5 separate regions of the Gossypium hirsutum genome follow, and all the other regions are linked to region 5. A link is a contact called in public Hi-C data. All regions are on one chromosome and are shown on one strand. Each heading gives the region's core, a stretch centred on a gene start, on an enhancer-like site or on the middle of the called end of the contact. The rest is flanking DNA. Distances are from core to core; before and after follow the strand shown.

What was found. Hi-C and Micro-C count contacts between places; a contact is called where the count stands out from the background.
Region 1: a Hi-C map of leaf shows a contact between it and region 5, with 2.5 times the contacts expected there. The contact joins the promoter of LOC107899536 here to the promoter of LOC107899530 in region 5. A contact is called at or near these places in 3 of 34 Hi-C or Micro-C datasets (all in leaf).
Region 2: a contact with region 5 is called in a Hi-C map of leaf, with 4 times the contacts expected there. The contact joins the enhancer-like site here to the promoter of LOC107899530 in region 5. A contact is called at or near these places in 2 of 34 Hi-C or Micro-C datasets (both in leaf).
Region 3: a contact with region 5 is called in a Hi-C map of leaf, with 2.5 times the contacts expected there. The contact joins the promoter of LOC107899533 here to the promoter of LOC107899530 in region 5. A contact is called at or near these places in 6 of 34 Hi-C or Micro-C datasets (anther, callus and leaf).
Region 4: a contact with region 5 is called in a Hi-C map of leaf, with 3 times the contacts expected there. The contact joins the promoter of LOC107899535 here to the promoter of LOC107899530 in region 5. A contact is called at or near these places in 13 of 34 Hi-C or Micro-C datasets (callus, hypocotyl, leaf and 2 more).

What each region holds. Positions count from the first base shown.
Region 1 is chrD04:48,274,259-48,277,756 of Gossypium_hirsutum_v2.1, reverse strand. LOC107899536 (tRNA-specific adenosine deaminase TAD2) reads right to left here and starts at 2,038. Exons shown (of 10, transcript XM_041090745.1): 1 at 1,816-2,038; 2 at 1,411-1,509; 3 at 868-912; 4 at 727-764. The coding sequence starts at 912.
Region 2 is chrD04:47,875,880-47,879,096 of Gossypium_hirsutum_v2.1, reverse strand. No RefSeq gene overlaps it. Among protein-coding and RNA genes, the nearest start is that of LOC121216558, 4.6 kb to the left of the region's middle. Within about 2 kb of position 1,561, at least 2 of the 9 cell types and tissues checked have an H3K27ac peak or open chromatin away from gene starts, as enhancers often do. A contact at or near this core is called in leaf, where this site is marked.
Region 3 is chrD04:48,176,210-48,179,414 of Gossypium_hirsutum_v2.1, reverse strand. LOC107899533 (GDSL esterase/lipase CPRD49) reads right to left here and starts at 1,712. Exons shown (of 5, transcript XM_016825277.2): 1 at 1,358-1,712. The coding sequence starts at 1,468.
Region 4 is chrD04:48,255,899-48,259,219 of Gossypium_hirsutum_v2.1, reverse strand. LOC107899535 (dnaJ homolog subfamily B member 13) reads right to left here and starts at 1,287. Exons shown (of 3, transcript XM_041090743.1): 1 at 1,006-1,287; 2 at 510-934. The coding sequence starts at 1,170.
Region 5 is chrD04:48,033,848-48,037,047 of Gossypium_hirsutum_v2.1, reverse strand. It overlaps LOC107899530 (protein root UVB sensitive 5), which reads left to right and starts at 1,945. Exons shown (of 14, transcript XM_041090736.1): 1 at 1,945-2,237; 2 at 2,318-2,371; 3 at 2,485-2,663; 4 at 2,812-2,912. The coding sequence starts at 2,095.

The sequences.
Region 1 (3,498 bases), core at 789-3,288, 240 kb before region 5:
ATTGGTCAAATCTTTGTGTCATTAAATTTTGCAATCTTCCAGGTAGAACTAATGCACCCATCGGAAAAGTCATTACATCTTTTCTTTTTTATTTAAATGTTCAAATTAGGTGACCCTGGAAGGCAATAATTGCATTGTTTAGAAGCAGCCCTTTGTTTTGGTGACAAGAATCTGTTTAAGTTATTACAGAGTTCCAGTTTTAGTCCTATGGAATGTACTATAAATAGGTCCTCATAAACCTTTTAGGGTATTTCAGCTCTTTGTTCACCTTAGTATATTTCTTTATGTCTACCATTGCAAGCAGATTTCATCCAAACATATTAATCATAACACCAAATTCAGTACAATTCCTCAACTCAAAACTTTTTCAAGTGTTCCTAAATCCTAATAATGTTAATTATATAGGTTATAACCAAGGTTATGCTATATAGCATAAACTTGGGCTATAAAAAAGAAAAAATATATATTCTTAACTTTGGTCTACATAAATCTCAAACGTGGATAATACTTTCTAATAAGTTAATAATTTCTGTTATATAGATTTTGGTATCTTTATGTATTTGTGTCGTGTTGTATTTCATATAATATTTTCAGTTTTTTTCCCAGGTCATGCAAAGCAATGCCAATCTACATTAGTAACAAAAGAGAAGCTAAATTCATATTTTCATCCAATAAAGGGAGAAGGTTGGTTAAGGCAGAAACGAAATTTATGAGATTAATACTTACCCAACAGGCACTTCAAGGCTTTCCGAAGCAAGTTTTGCCTGGAAAAAGAAAGGTGGGAGGGGGGGGGGAGGAGCTGAATTACAGTAGCAACAGTATAAAAATTGGATTACGAAAAGGAAGAAAAAGAATGATTGGGATTACCTGGTGAATTGCAAGTTCCATGTATGCTAGATTATCACTTTCCATCTAAGACAATAAGAAAGAACAAAGAAAGTGAAGCAAAAGCTAAAAATGACAAAGAGGAAAAATAAGACCAGATTTTAGACGAAATGACTGGTAGCTACTGAAAGAAAAACAAAAAATGAAAAAAAACAACTGCCCAAATCCTGCAATTCAAATACCAATATTCAACTACCTAAAAACAAGAAAAGTAAAACCTACGGGTGAGCAATCAGTCGGGTCAGTGCAGAAAAATCAAAAACTGACTTAACCGACTTCCCCTTTTTAAGGAACTGAAACCGAACCGACTTAGTTGGAGAACCGAGAAAACCAACCCAAATTAGTTTTGATCCGTTACTGACCAAACCGAGTTTAGTTTGCTTCAATTTTTTTTCCAAACATGATAAAATGACGATAGCAATTGACAAATTCAGTTTACAGCTTCAATTTTAGATTTTTATTTTTTTTATAATTAAAAGAAGGCAACGGGGCCGTAAGTTCTACCAGACCTTACATAATTGGTACCTCTCATATCACTCAAGCATAATTTTTGAACTTCAGGGAATAGGTCTTCAAAAACCTTAACAGCATATGACCTGCTGGTTCATGACTTCGCCATAAAATCTGCAAATTGATTGGCTTCTCGATACACATGCTTAAAATGCACAGTAAGTTCTTACACATTAACTGATAACAACAGCTTTAAACTCGATTCAAAGGACATATGATTGGAGGGTTGAGTCTATTTGTAACCCACAAAATTGCCGATAAAATCAGCATAATTGAAGGCCAATGGATGCAAAATGCTACATAATTAAAACAGTTTTAGTAAAATGACGAAGAGGTCCATCTTAAAGAAACGATTTCAGTCAAATATCAATAACCCCAAATCGCAGCAAATATAATTAGAAAAAAAACCCAAAAAATTACCTGAGAACCGAGAAAGGCGAACTGATCAGCGGTAGCGCGAAAACGAGAGAGGGAGACCTTACACCGACTGACGACCAATGGACAGAGATTAAAAAAGGAAAAAAGAATAGAAATAAAAGAAAAAAGAAAGAAAGGGCAACAGAAGGGAGGAACGGGTTTTAGGAGAGAATGCAGAAAGGACTAAGGTGAAAGACAAAGAGAAGAAGAAGAAGTGGAGCAACAGTTTTAACAAATTTGGGCAAGTTGAAATTGTTAGAATGGCCAAGTGTAAAGGGAAAAGGAGAATATTGCACCCTAGGTCCCTGTACCTTTGAATTGTTTCTATTCAACCCTTGGGTCACCGGGTACAATTTTTTTTTCTTTTCCTTTATTTTGAATTGTTGTTTTTGTTTTCCTTTTGCATCTACGATCTCAGTTAGAATTATTAGCACATGGTGTCGATGAATTGAAATTCAAATTCATGTTGAGTATATGCTTTGATATATCATGTATTTGAATATGTGCGCTTTGGTATATATATATATTATATTCACACATTTATATGGCCATGCAATATGCTAAAATGAGGGGGGGTGCATGGGAATGAGAACTACAACCACTAAATCATCTCAAAGCACAACCATGTTTAGTATCAATGTGATACTTGTTCTTTAAGAATGTTTAAATTTTTTATGAGTAGCTCCTGAAGATTAACAAATTTATCATTGTGGTACTCGTTGTTTAAGAATGTTCAATCTACCTATCCTATCAAAACATCGAACTGCTTATCTACCTACCACTAACACATTTAAATATGACTTATAATGTGGCTTTCCGAAGCAAGTTTTGCCTATAAAAAGAAAGGGGGGGCTGAATTACAGCAACAACAATACAGAAATTGGACTAGGAAAAGGAAGAAAAAGAATGATTGGGATTACGTGTGCAAGATTATCACTTTCCATCTAAGACAATAAGAGAGAACAAAGAAAATGAAGCAAAAGCTAAAAATGACAAAGAGGAAAAATAAGACCAGATTTTAGACGAAATGATTGGTAGCTACTGAAAGAAGAACAAAAAATGAAAAATAAAATTAAAACGATTGCCCAAATCCTACAATCCGAATACCAATATTCAAAACCCTAAAAATAAGAGAAGTAAAACCATAAACAAATACAACACATAGAACACAAAACTGAGTTCAAATGAATGAAATAACGAAAGAAAACGTATCTCAAATGTAATGGTTTTGGAGAAGAAATCTAAAGAAGGATCCGAAAGAAATGGCCTCAAGAAATGGAATAAATAAAAAAATTATAATTTTTAAAAATATATAAATTATAAACAGAGATAAAAATTTTATTGTTTTTTCTTAATCAATAAATTGATTTTTTTTTTTGAGTTCTTTCAGATTCTTACTTAATTTAATTTTTATTTGAGATCAAATAAATGGTTCTCACAAACATAGTCCCTCAAAGGTGATCAAATTCAGTTAATTTTCACTAATGACATTCCTCTTGCAGTGAGTCTGTGCAAGTCAACCATTCATCATCATCTCGATACCAAAGTTGCAATGAATATCTATTATGGCTAAAATGAAAAAAAAAAAAAACATTCTTCCTGATAGTTTGCTAGAAGCTACAACAGCAATGTCCTATCATATATATTGAATTAACATTAGAAACAAGATTGGTTAAAGCAAAATAA
Region 2 (3,217 bases), core at 312-2,811, 160 kb after region 5:
AGAATCTCTAATGCATTCTTTCCTCCCTTGTCACCGACATGATCATACTCAAATCGTCATTTCATTTCTTAATTTCCCTTGGTCGTCATCAAATCGCCATTTCAATCACAGATTTAGTCTTCCTAAGGCCTCGATAAGCTAACACCAACTGGGTTGTCTCCCATAGAGTGTCTCAAATTCACACGAAATCGTCATTTTGGTTGGCGATTTGGTGATTAGTTGACCGACATCAAATTAGTTTGATCAATAATAATTTTGGTGCGTTATTTTAATAAATAATTATTTTTCTATATTACTTTTTTCAAAAACCTTAAGCTTATGTGGGTTTTAGAGTTTCCAACTAAAGGCCTATTTAGTAGTACTTTAAAAAAGTACTTCTGGCTCTAAAAATATTTTTGAAAGAAAAGTTGTGCTAAACAAACTGCTTTTGGCTGAAATTTTTAGTTTTTCAAAAATGCTTCTGAAAAGCACTTCTAAAAAGAAGAAGCTAAAATTTTTAGCTTTTCCTCTCCTAAAAACACTTTTGGTATTTAATTATTTTTTCACCCCTCTAATAACATAGTACTTTCCTTTTTTTTTCTTGATGCTTAATTACAAATGTTTTAAAATCATTAATTAAAAACAAAAAAAATATTTTTTAAAATACTAATTATAAATATTTAATGGTTATATTTAAATATTTAAAATATAGTTTATATATTCTAATTAAATTTGATAAATAATTAATATTTATTGCTTAAAAATATTTAAAATTTATATTTCATATATTAAAATATTAACAAGTTATAATAAATTTTTTATATTCTTACTAAAATATAATAATATTAACTAATTTAAATGCATATTTGTTACTTGATAATAACATGTCTAAAATAGATATTTTATTTCTCAGAAGCACTTTTTGACAATAATGCTAAATACTCAAATATTAAAACAAACTTTTAAAAAGTACTTTTTCACAACATTTTTCAAAAGCGTTGCTAAACTAATCCTGAGGATGATGAAGTAGACAATAGATGTTAGAATGTTATTCTTGATATTGTCAACATGGGCATGGGGAAAGATCAAAATTAATGAGCATTGAATAATCGGGCTAGGAAAGGTTAAAGTATTTTGGAGGTGCCTATATTATAGGGATTGTATTAAATTAGTTCCTCTATTATTAAATGGATCAATTTAGTCTCTATTATGTTAAAAAAAAAAGTCCAAATTATCTTGAATTATTTTTTTTCAAGTACAGTTCAATTTTATACAAAAGATTTCATTTATAGAATCATAAAAGCTTTAAAAGTATTAATTTTGTTAAACTAAATATTATTATTTTTAAACAACAAATGTTAACATTATTCTAATTTACCCTTATTTAATTCTTTTTAATTGTATAATAATTAAATTAACTCATTTAATAAAGAAAACTAATTTCATCATGTCCCTCTAATAAATCACTTCTCAAATACAATGATGCAAGGGGATTGAGTGATAGGTTGGTAGGTTTTGGGCCGAATATGAAATAGATTCGTATGCCCAAAAAGGTAAGAATTAGATAGTGGGCATATATTTCATGTGGTGGAATAAAAGTTTGATGGATGGAGAGATTTATGAGAGAATGAGCACAAGGTGGATGGATAAGGTTGAATCAATCTCTTAATCATGGCAGTTATTTCACATGAACCACTTCAACATCCTTTTATTTTATCAATTTGGATTACTGAGAGCACCTCTCTTCAATCGGAATGGGATTTTCCTTTTCTTAGTTACTGATTGTAATTTCATAAATAATTTCAATTTTCAGGAATTTGAGCTTGAAGACCGGGAATCTGGATTTCTTTTTCCATTTTTGTGTTTAGAATTCATTTGATGCGTAAAGAAGATCAATGGCGTATTTATGGGTCTGGCAGGGCCCGAATCTCTTAAAATGAAAAATTATCTATTTAAGCTCTTTAAAAATTTTAAAATTGTAAATTAGTAAATATAAAATTACACTTTAACCCCCTTAAAAATAATAAAATTTTAGTTTAATTCTTTAAAAATTATAAAGATATAAACTATTAAAAATTAAAATTTAATTTTTAACTCTAAAGGTGTTGTAGAACATGATACGAATATGAAATTAGTTCTTTTGTTGTATTATTTTTATTTTAATTACGATTTCACCCTTAAATTAGAGATCACTAAAAATATACGAATATGTGATGTCAATCTGTTTTCTGCAATGGATGGTTTCTGGGCTCCAAGTAGGTTCTTAAATTTAATGTTTTTCACGATAAAAATAATATGGAAGTTTTGTACTAAAAGTTAGATTACATTTTATCTTTTTATTAAAAAATAGATAAATTAATTCTTGTTTCTTAAAACAAAGAGCAAATTAATCATTTTTGTTAAAAATTTCATTCATTTGTATTATTAAAAACTAACATGGCTAATGGAATAACCAAACAGACATGTGACATGCCACATGTACCTCATGTTGATGTACATGGACTAGTTTTTAATAGTAGAAATAGATAGAATTTTTAATAGAAAGACCAGTTTGGTATTTGATTTAACATACATGGACTAATTTGCATATTTTTTTAATAGAGGGGATAAAATTCAATTCAACTTTTCATATAGAGGCCTCCATGATACTTTTACCATATATTTGCTCATGTTATTTAAAATTTAGTGTTTAATAATGTTTATGATTTTATAATTATTTAATCTTAATATTTTTAATAACTTTTATATTTTTAATATTTTTTGGCTGGTCAAATTCAATGGAACACCATTAAATATTTTTGACCAAAATGTATACTAGAAGAATAGTTGATGTAAAAAAAAATGGTTGAGGTGATTATGACAAATCTTTGGACGTTGTAGATTTGCATTTGGGATGGTTCTGACATGCAAAGATTGTCAACATTTGATATTAAAAAGCTTTTAGCTTCTTCAAGTTTGAATATTCATGTAATTTTCAGTATGCCGTAAAAATCATGAAATTTTGGATGTGAAAAGCACCATTATGTCAACATAATGCGAGTAACTTGTAAAAATCATGGAATTTTCATCGGCCACTCTGATGGTGAATGAAAAATGTGCCACAACCCTTCATTGATGATTGAATGCAACACAAATAGCCCTTAAAGCTTTATATATCAAAACAATCATTTGGGGTAAGAGCCGTAGACAGCCTCTTCAAAGCAAGCCCCAAGGGATGCTTCATGATTTTATCATCATC
Region 3 (3,205 bases), core at 463-2,962, 140 kb before region 5:
CATCTTAATTAATGTTTGAGAAATCATTCAAGAATTAAGTTTTCTTTTCTCTCATCTTAGTTTATCAAAATAGGAGTTTTTTTTTCTTTTATTGTTGTTTTGAATTCTTTTGTTACTAAAACAAATTTTATTTACTTAATTCTTCATTCTAATAAATTGGTTTTAGATATGCTTGGGGGCTTCCTTGGAGTTCGACAACAATTTCTTTTAACTCAAGAAATCCTAATTTAATCCTTCTTTGACACTCTTTTAGCCACCCCTCTCTTTCTTTACTTTTAGGTTTCTTTTTCATTCAGTAGCTAATTTGTTTTGCTTCTTTTGTTTATGGGTGGGTTTGGATGGGCGATTGGGTGTGGTGCGGTGCGGTGCGTTTACTTTTTGTCTCACGCTACAGTATCACTACAGTATCTAATCTCACCGCCATCGCTGTTTTTATACTAACCGCAGGTAAGCGCACCGCCCATCCAAACTCACCCTATGTCTCAATTTGACAATTTCTTCTCAATCAAGAATGACCCAAAACATATTTAAATGATTGGATCTTTGTTGTTCTTTTGATTTCATTTGACTTTAATCATTATTCTTTCAATTTTGTTCTAACCTATTGTTTTCTCTTAATTGAGAGTCTTGACTTGATCTAAATTCATCAAGAACAAACCGACTAATTTTTCAATTCGGCTTACTTGTTCTTTCTTACTTAATCATTAAGTTTTTATTTGTTGCCCTTTTATTTTACTTAGATCTAAATAGGTTAAATTCCAATTTTCCACATTTGTCTAGAACTTAGATAAACTTGCAATCCTGTTCTGTATGCGTTTCTATCATCAATAGTTAAAAACTGATTTTTCTGTGACCAAAGTAAAAACGATTTAAAAATCAAGTGACCAAACGGAATCACCTAGTTTTATGACTGGGATAGTTACCCCTTCTTTTTCAAGTAAGAAAAGCGTAATGAGGTTAGAATGAGGAGGATGCTTAAAAGTAGACAATGAAAGTAAAATGACCATCCGGTAGTTTTTCCTTGTCTTTCCAAAAGGTAAAGTGGACCCCCAACAAAAGGCTGCCACACCAATCCATTGAAATCAGACTCACAGGAAAAAGCAATCAGAAAAGAAAAAAAGAGAGATGCTAATTGGAATCCATATGAATAATCTTCTTCCTCGAAGGATTTGAGAAAAAGCAACCTGAATCCCACTACTAAGAGAAAAATGTGTGAATCTCTTCTCTGTTCATCAAAGGAGAAACCCAAAATCTATAGCTTTTTAAAGCTGATATGAAATCTGGGTATCAACCCATTTGTGCTAATATTAACCCAGAAAACAATAAATGCAAAGAAGAATAAGATGAAAGGAAATACCTTGCGAGCATATGCATGTGCAAGAATTGCACCCCAACCTTCGTGGCTGTAACTCAACTGAACGATGGAAGATCCAAAGAGGACGAAGAGAGGTCTGCCTGGACCAATCATGTTTGATGTTCTAATTTTTCTTTTGTTTTGAAGGCTTTCTCTCGCTCTTGGTGTGTGTTGTTTCAGACAAAAGTAGTGACATCTACGTGATAATGTTTTTCTATTACTTTGTATATTTTCACTTCAATGGAGGGGGTTTTTGGGTTAATATAATATTTGATATCATATTTTTATAAAAAAAATTTATTTTTTTTAATTTAGTTAAATTCAAATATCAAATTGAACCTATAAATTTAAAAAATGTGTCGAGTATTAAATTGGACCAAAATAATTAAATATCGAAAAAGTGTTAAATTTAGTTATTAAATATTATATTTTGGAATGGTTGATAGGCTGCCGTCAGTTCCTTTAACCATTTACGATGAAAAGTGAAAGGAGGGGTCAGTTTCATTGGCCTAAATTCTCTGTTTTTAAGATAAACCTTTTATTTCGGTATTCTTTTTTATTTATTTTATAAATTACTTTAAATAAGGATATACGTAGGATAATAAAACTCAAGTAATTTCAAATTTATTTACCGATACAAATTAAAGTGGATTTTTTTGAACAATAATTATGAAATGGTTGTGGTAGTCTTTCTACCTCACTTACTATATAAAATCTCTATCTTTTATAAATATATATAAATATAAAAATGCATTATAAAAAAAAGCTTTTATATTTTATGTTTAAATATTTTTTTTAATATTATTAAACATGCGTATTTAATTATTTATATTTAGTCATATAATAAATTATTAATATAATTAATATAATTTATTATTTTTAATAAATTATTTAATATTTAAATTTTATTTTAATAGTAAATTTTAAAAATAATAATTTTAAATAATATTGTTCACATATTATTGAAAATATCAATATTAATATTTTAATACTAAATATTTATTACAATTATAAATATATTAATAATAAATGTTTTGTAATATAAATGTTAAAATATGTCATAAGTCTATATACTCTTCACAAATTTGTAATTTAGTTTCTGTACTTTTATTTTCAAGAATTTAGTCACTCTACTTTTCAGATTTGAAAATTAAGTCCAACTGCTGACATTATTGATTTTTTTTTTGTCAATTTTGTTAAAGTCACATTTTTAAATAAATAAAAAAATACTCAGTTGGTAGTCATGTAACTAAAAAATAATTGTTGCAATGAACCTAAATTTAACAAAATATTTTTAATATATGTAAAAACAATGTAAAATATAAAATTACAGATATAAAAGAAACTCAATTAAACAATGAAAAAATAAAAAAAATCTCAAATGTATGTTTGTTTAATTGAAAACGACTTTTATGAAATGTTTTTAAAGAACCTGCCAAACAAAAAAAATATTTTATATAAATTCATCCAAACACCAGAAAATATTAACTTTTCCAGAATAGTAAGTCATTTTCTAGAAATCATATTCCGGAAGCCATTTTCAATGAAACAAACGGAGCCTAAATTTATTTGTTAGGAAAAAAAAGTGAGAACGAAAAAAAATGAGGGAAAAAGAAAACTTGTTGAACTAATTTCATAATTATTCCTATGCACAATACTAACATCTCTTCCGAGTTTTGTAGGTACCACCAACTGAGGCACCCCTTTCATGAACGAATATGGCTTTTCGCGAAGGATGGGAACAAAACCCCGACGAACGAAATTTCGAAAAACTCTCTCGAACGAGCCGACTCACCCTCAACAAGTTATGATCTCTTAAAATATTTTTGAAAAACATAATTTATTATTTGA
Region 4 (3,321 bases), core at 38-2,537, 220 kb before region 5:
CAATCCAATAGCTATGAGAAGTTATGATGATCATCATCAGATCTCAAATAATCAAAACCATAACAAGCCAGCACTAAGCATCATCGTCATGCAGCTTTGTCATTACACAGAAAACAATCAATCATTTTAAATGATAAGATTCCTATCATCCTAATAAGAAGCAACACTATTTTAAGCAAAAAGTCAAACTTGGCAACATCTTTAAACAATAACATCCCTTGCTAATTAAGCTCATGTGACCAACGTTAATTATTCATTCTCTAATGCCTACAAACCTTTCACAAGATACAATTATTGATGTTCTACATTACTTACAAGTCATGCTCAAAACCTAATAAGAATTGAATTTAGATCCACATATGAGTCAAGCTGAAAGGCGAAAGCTCCCTATTCAAAAAGAGAAATCAAAGTATGAAAAAGTGAATAACTAAGCATTACCAATTAAATATACCACCACCACCCCCCCCCCCAAAAAAAATTAAGTATATTAACTAAAAATAAAAGATTACCCGCTAGCATCAATAACATCCCTAGAAATCTTCATTTTCTTGGTAGTCCCTTTATATAGATCCTCCAAGCTGCAGGGTAATGGTTGTTCAATAGCGGGTCCTTTACGGAGCATAGTTGTAGAACCCTCCCCAGCTCCACCCCTAAACGACCCGAATATGTCTTCCCTAAACATGCCCCTGGGGAACCCCGACATCCCAGCACGTGACCCGCCCATATCACCCATCCCTCCAAATGGACTCGAACACCCAAAAAACTCCGAGAAAATATCTTCGGGGCTCCGAGGATTGAACCGGAACATCGTCGGGCCAGAACCCCCGTCCGCCCCTCCCGGAAACCCTCCCGCACCCGGAGGCGGCATCTGGCCTTTTAACCCTTCTTCGCCGTACTGATCGTAAACCGCACGCTTTTGGGGATCGCTCAAAACCTATAATTGATTGAAAACTTTCCATTACTAAAAATGATGATCAGAAAAAGGAAGCAAAAAAATTTAATTACATCGTAAGCTTCGGAGATTTGCTTAAATTTGGCTTCGGCTTCTTTCTTGGATTTAGGATTCTTGTCGGGATGCCACTTCATGGCCAGCTTACGATACGCTTTCTTCAAATCTTCATCATTAGCATTCCGGTCGACCTGAAGAATCCTGTAATAATCAACACCCATTCTTCACTACTGCTGCCGTTGGCTAATTTTCCTCTGTACTCTTTGAGCTTCAACTTGAGTTGTTTGCATACGAATTATATGAGACTAATTTTAATAGGCAACGGCCCATCATCTAAATCCTCGCAGGCTTACCATCTTTTCTGGCCTAATAATCAATTTTCTCCTTAATAGCCAAAAATGCCCCCCGCATTTGCAATTCATCACATAAATATCCAACGAGGCCTTCTGTTGGTTATTAAACATGTATTTGTCAGCATATTATATTTATATATAATAGTAAGATTTTCATCAAATTGATATTAAAATAAAATCATCAAATTATGAGTTTTGGGTTTTTAATTTGAAGACTGAATTTTTATACTTTAATTTTATTTTCTATTAATTTTAATATTATGTTCTGACTTAAATTACTAATATGGTTTCAGAGCTATATAAATTGACTAATGTGTGTGTTTTTTTTAAATAAAGAAGTTAAAATCATAAGATTAATTTGAATTTTTTTTAAATTACGAATGAGTGAAAAATGACAATTTTTTATTGAAAGACTAAAGGGTAAATTACACCAATAGTCACTCAACTTTGATGCAGTTGGCAAAACAGTCACTCAACTTTCGAAAAATTACAAAACAGTCACTAACGTTATCGAAAAGTGACAAATCAGTCACCCATTAACATTTTCCATTACAGACCTAACGGGACAGGTGACGTGGCCAGTTAACTTGCCACGTTGGACAAGGCAAAGTTGAGTGACTTTTTTTTTTGTCCTTCCTTTTCCCTTTTTTTAATGAATGACCTAATATTTTTTTATTTTTTTGCGTAAATGGCTCAATATATTTATACTTCTTCTTTTCCATCCCAAGAATCTTGCGGTCGACGCCTCCGCCACAACCATCTTTGGCATCACCATCGTTGACCTCCAAACCACCGCCACCCTATCCTTTTTTTTCTTTTTCAACCCCCCAATAAAGGAGCCACCACGGTTGGGATCCAACTACCTTTTTCTACTGCCCAAAGTCATTAACTCTGAAAAAAATCATATCAAAATAGGATTGAAGACAATTTGGAGTCAAACTATTAGTACCCACAACCAAACTAGTAAGGGGAAAGTCCTCTAAAGAAACATTATCAAGTCTGGGATATGATATGATATATACAAAAAGGGAACATCCAGGCAAAATCATAATCAAAACAAAATCAAAAAGAGAAAAACAAAATAGGAGAAACTCCATTGCCAACATTATAAAGTTGCATAAAACAAAATCAAAAGCAAAACAAGGGAACATCCAGACAAACTAAACAATCGATTGAACCCATGATTTTGGGGAACAAAGGAAGCAGTTCCTCCAAAAGGACAGCCAAATGTTGACAAGGGATTCTAGAGTAGGTCAGTGATTAGCAAGATCCCAAAGTCGAAATTGGACTAGGTATTGTAGCAAAGGAGGATGAGAAATGGATTAGAAGAAGAGCTGCGGAGATGGTCGGCAACGAAAGTTGGGGTCAAGGTGAGGTAAACCCAATCCTTGGAAAGGGATTTGAATCGGGTCACGGGGTCAACATCTCCATTTCTTCTCCTCCTCTTCTTTTTCTACTACTTAAACCTTAAACTGGTGCTAAAAGAGGCTGTTTAAATTGGTGCTAACTGTCCAACTGGCCGGTTAATAACAACAAAGACTCCATTAAATGTCATGTCACTTTTCTTTTATATTTGTAACGGAAATGGCTAAAAGAATTGTTTTGTTATTTTTCAAAAGTAGAGTAACTGAATTGAAGCCAAAGTAACTGTTTTGTCAACTACATCAAAATTGAGTAAATGTTGGTGTAATTTACCCAAGACTAAATTGTATTATAAGCACTAAATCTTTGAAAAGACAAAAACCATGATTTGACCTAATTATTAATTGTTACATCTGTGTAATTTCCCAAAAAATTATGGATCCTTTCCGACGGTAGTGAGGGTCTTTGGAAGTTGATAATAAATCAGAATTTTTTAAATATAACATTATTAAAGTTATAAAAGTAGTAATAAATTTTATAATTTATATCTCACAGAACATTATTACATTTGTAATAATTCATGTACTTAAATAATTTTTATGTAATTAGATAATATTTGTAAAAAAATTATGAATATTGTCATAAGTTAACATAGTA
Region 5 (3,200 bases), core at 696-3,195:
TATTTATATTCAGTATACAATTTTCTTTTTCAAGGTATTTAGAAAACAATTATTGTTCTTTTAAAAAATGATTTAAACCACGAAATCTCTACCAACAATTATTTGGAACACATTGATCGAAGGCGATATTATTGTAAAGGTTTTAAGTCTTTTGAAATTTTGTATAATATAATATCTTAAAAACCTCAAATTAGTTTTAGAAAAAATTCATCCTAAAATATCCACTATTTTTCAAAATAATTATTCACTTTCATAAATACACTCTCAGTCAAAAATAAATAAATAAAACCATCAATAACTTAAAATATCATTTTGCTTACAAAAAAAATATAATGTTTATTTTACATATGTAACTAGTTATTGTAAATATGTATTAAAATATATTAAATTATTTCTTTAAAGTATTTAAATAAATTTGTAATGTTTGATGAATAATATCTTTAAAAACTAAAACATATTAATTTAGTGATATTATAATGTTAATTAAAAGATACATAAAATTTTAATTTATTAAACAAGAAGAATGCATAGAAAAACCATCTCCGATACATGCAATAATTAAGGAATTGTGTATAGACTCATGAGAGGTTGGAATCATTAAAAACAATTACATTCATTTTTATATACAAATTAAATTAATGGTTGCAACTCTATTACTTAATATATTTTATTGTTTTTGGAGAAATTATGTATTTTAAAATAATTAAATATATATATACACACCTATAGTATTAATTAATTACAAATATTTATTTTCCTAAAAATAACAAAATATATAATTTTAATTAATACATACCAAACAATCATTTTCGTTTAACCCTTCTTCACTTCATTTTAAATTTACACAAAGATATTAAATATTTTTTTGATTAATCAAATAAATTAATTTATAGTAATAATGCGTAAAAAATTATGTTACGTAATTAACGTGTGCAATCAAAATATTTGATTAAAAAAATAAATTTGCTAAATTGTAGGATTTTCAATCTTTTGTTAGCATTACATAATATTTTAGAATGTTTTTTTTAAAAGCTTGTTTATAAAAAAAATTAGTTTTTAAAACATTTTAGTTAAAATAATGTTGTATGTTTTAATAATAATTATGTTAATATTATTGAATAAAGGGTAAATTATTAAAATAGTCACGTTTGTTTGCCTCAGGTTACATTTTACTCACTTATGTTTGAAATGTTACGTTTTTGTCAATTACGTTATCATGTTATAATATTTTAATTACTGAGTTGTTGATTGTCATTAATGGTGTAACAGTAAGCTGACGTAGTACATTAAATCATCATTTCAAATGAAAATTTTAGGTTAAATTCTACAATTGGTCCCTATTATTTTCATTTTGAGCAATTTAATTTTTTTCTTTTTTATGTTCTTTTAACTTTTATTTTTTATTTTATTTTTTCATTCTATTTTGCTTCTCCCTCTGCTTTTCTTTTCCCTTCTTCATTTCTTTTAATGTAGCTTTTCTATGTTATTTATTTGTTAAAGCTAGTCCACAAACTCCCATAACTCGAAAAAATTAAATTGTTCAAAAAAATAAAAGTATAGAGATTAGTCTTAATAATTGGAAAACATAAAAAACTATGTCAAAAAATGAAGAAGGAAGAAAAACAGATAGAGAACAGAAGATAATGGAGAAAAAAAAGAAAAAAAGTTAAAAAAACATAAAAGAAAATTAAATTGTTCAAAACAAAAAAAATATGGGAACCGATTGTATAAGTTAACATAAATTAACGTGCCATGTCAATTTATCATTACACCGTCAATAACTCAACGATTAAAATGTTACAATGCGATAACGTTACGGTCTCATTCTAAAAATCTTCAAATGTCCCGTTTTGAGTATTGGGCAATGGGCTGGGTTTGAGAAGTCGAATTGCCCCAGAATTCTCAAATCGGGTTTGCAACGCTATTAAAATTAAATTCCGGGATTTGGTTGGCTAAGGAAGGAGGAAAGCAGATAGAGGGTGACGCCTTCCCTCTTCAGCTCCGACAGTGAAAAGAGTGAATCTTTTCAACTTTTCTTACAAAACCCACCGTCCATGAACTAATAATATCTATTAAACCTCACTTCATCCTAAAATGACTCTCTCTTATTCTCTGCAACTCCCATTCCCTTCACCGGTTTTTCGTTCCCCAAGAAACACCATCGAAAAGAGATTAGGCAATCTTCGAACCCTCCATTCTTCAAAAGAAGGTGGGCAACAACATACTGAAAATGATAGGTACCTGCTCCTTCATCAACCCCTTGTTTTATTTTCCTTCACTTTCCTCAATTTAACATTTCTTTTTTCTTTTTGCATAGAAGTCAAGACCAAGTGATTTTATTAGAGAGATATGGAAATGGTACTATTAAAAGGTTTATTCCCTAGCTTTTCATTCCCTTTTATTTAGTAGAAAGGATATGGCTGTGGCACTATTAAAAGTTGGAATCTGAATGGTTGCTGTTGATCAATGTTTTATGATGATCAGATACATGCTAGATGATGATGATGATGATGATGATGATGATGATGATTTGCAGATTCGAGCTTTTCTTGAGAAACATGATTCAACAAGCAACGAGTTCCAAGGATCAAATTTATCTGACCCAAATTTGTCTTGGCTACCACAAGTCCTCAAAGAATTTATCTTGCCTGCGGGTTTCCCTGGTAAACTAACAGCTAACATTTCCTTTCGTTTGTTCTTTGTTCTTTTTCCTTTATATATTCACCTCTAACATTGTCCAGATAAGCATATCTCTTGTTTAACAAGTATCAACACAGTTGCTTGTCCTTTTTCTTTTTTCAATCAATGCAGGGTCTGTCTCGGATGATTACTTGCAATACATGTTGTTACAGTTTCCCACAAATGTTACTGGATGGATCTGTCACACTTTAGTTACATCAAGTCTTCTTAAGGCATGTGAATCTAACTCCGGCCACTATCCTTACTTGGGTATGTGATTTGTAGGATATTTCACTCCATTTTGGCTTGAAAGAAGACAAAATGCTTTTAAGACTGTAAAATTATTGCTTTCTATGGAAAGGTGAAGGATGTTAGGATTGTAGTTTTCTCTGGTGTCGATAATTATAATTTGATTTCATTTGGTATCAGTTAGTGTGTATTTTTGGGTGGTGCTGAGCAGAGTGGGTTTTTGAGTATGTGAATTTGCAGATAAGGCTTCAATATCATTTCTAGATTAGTTT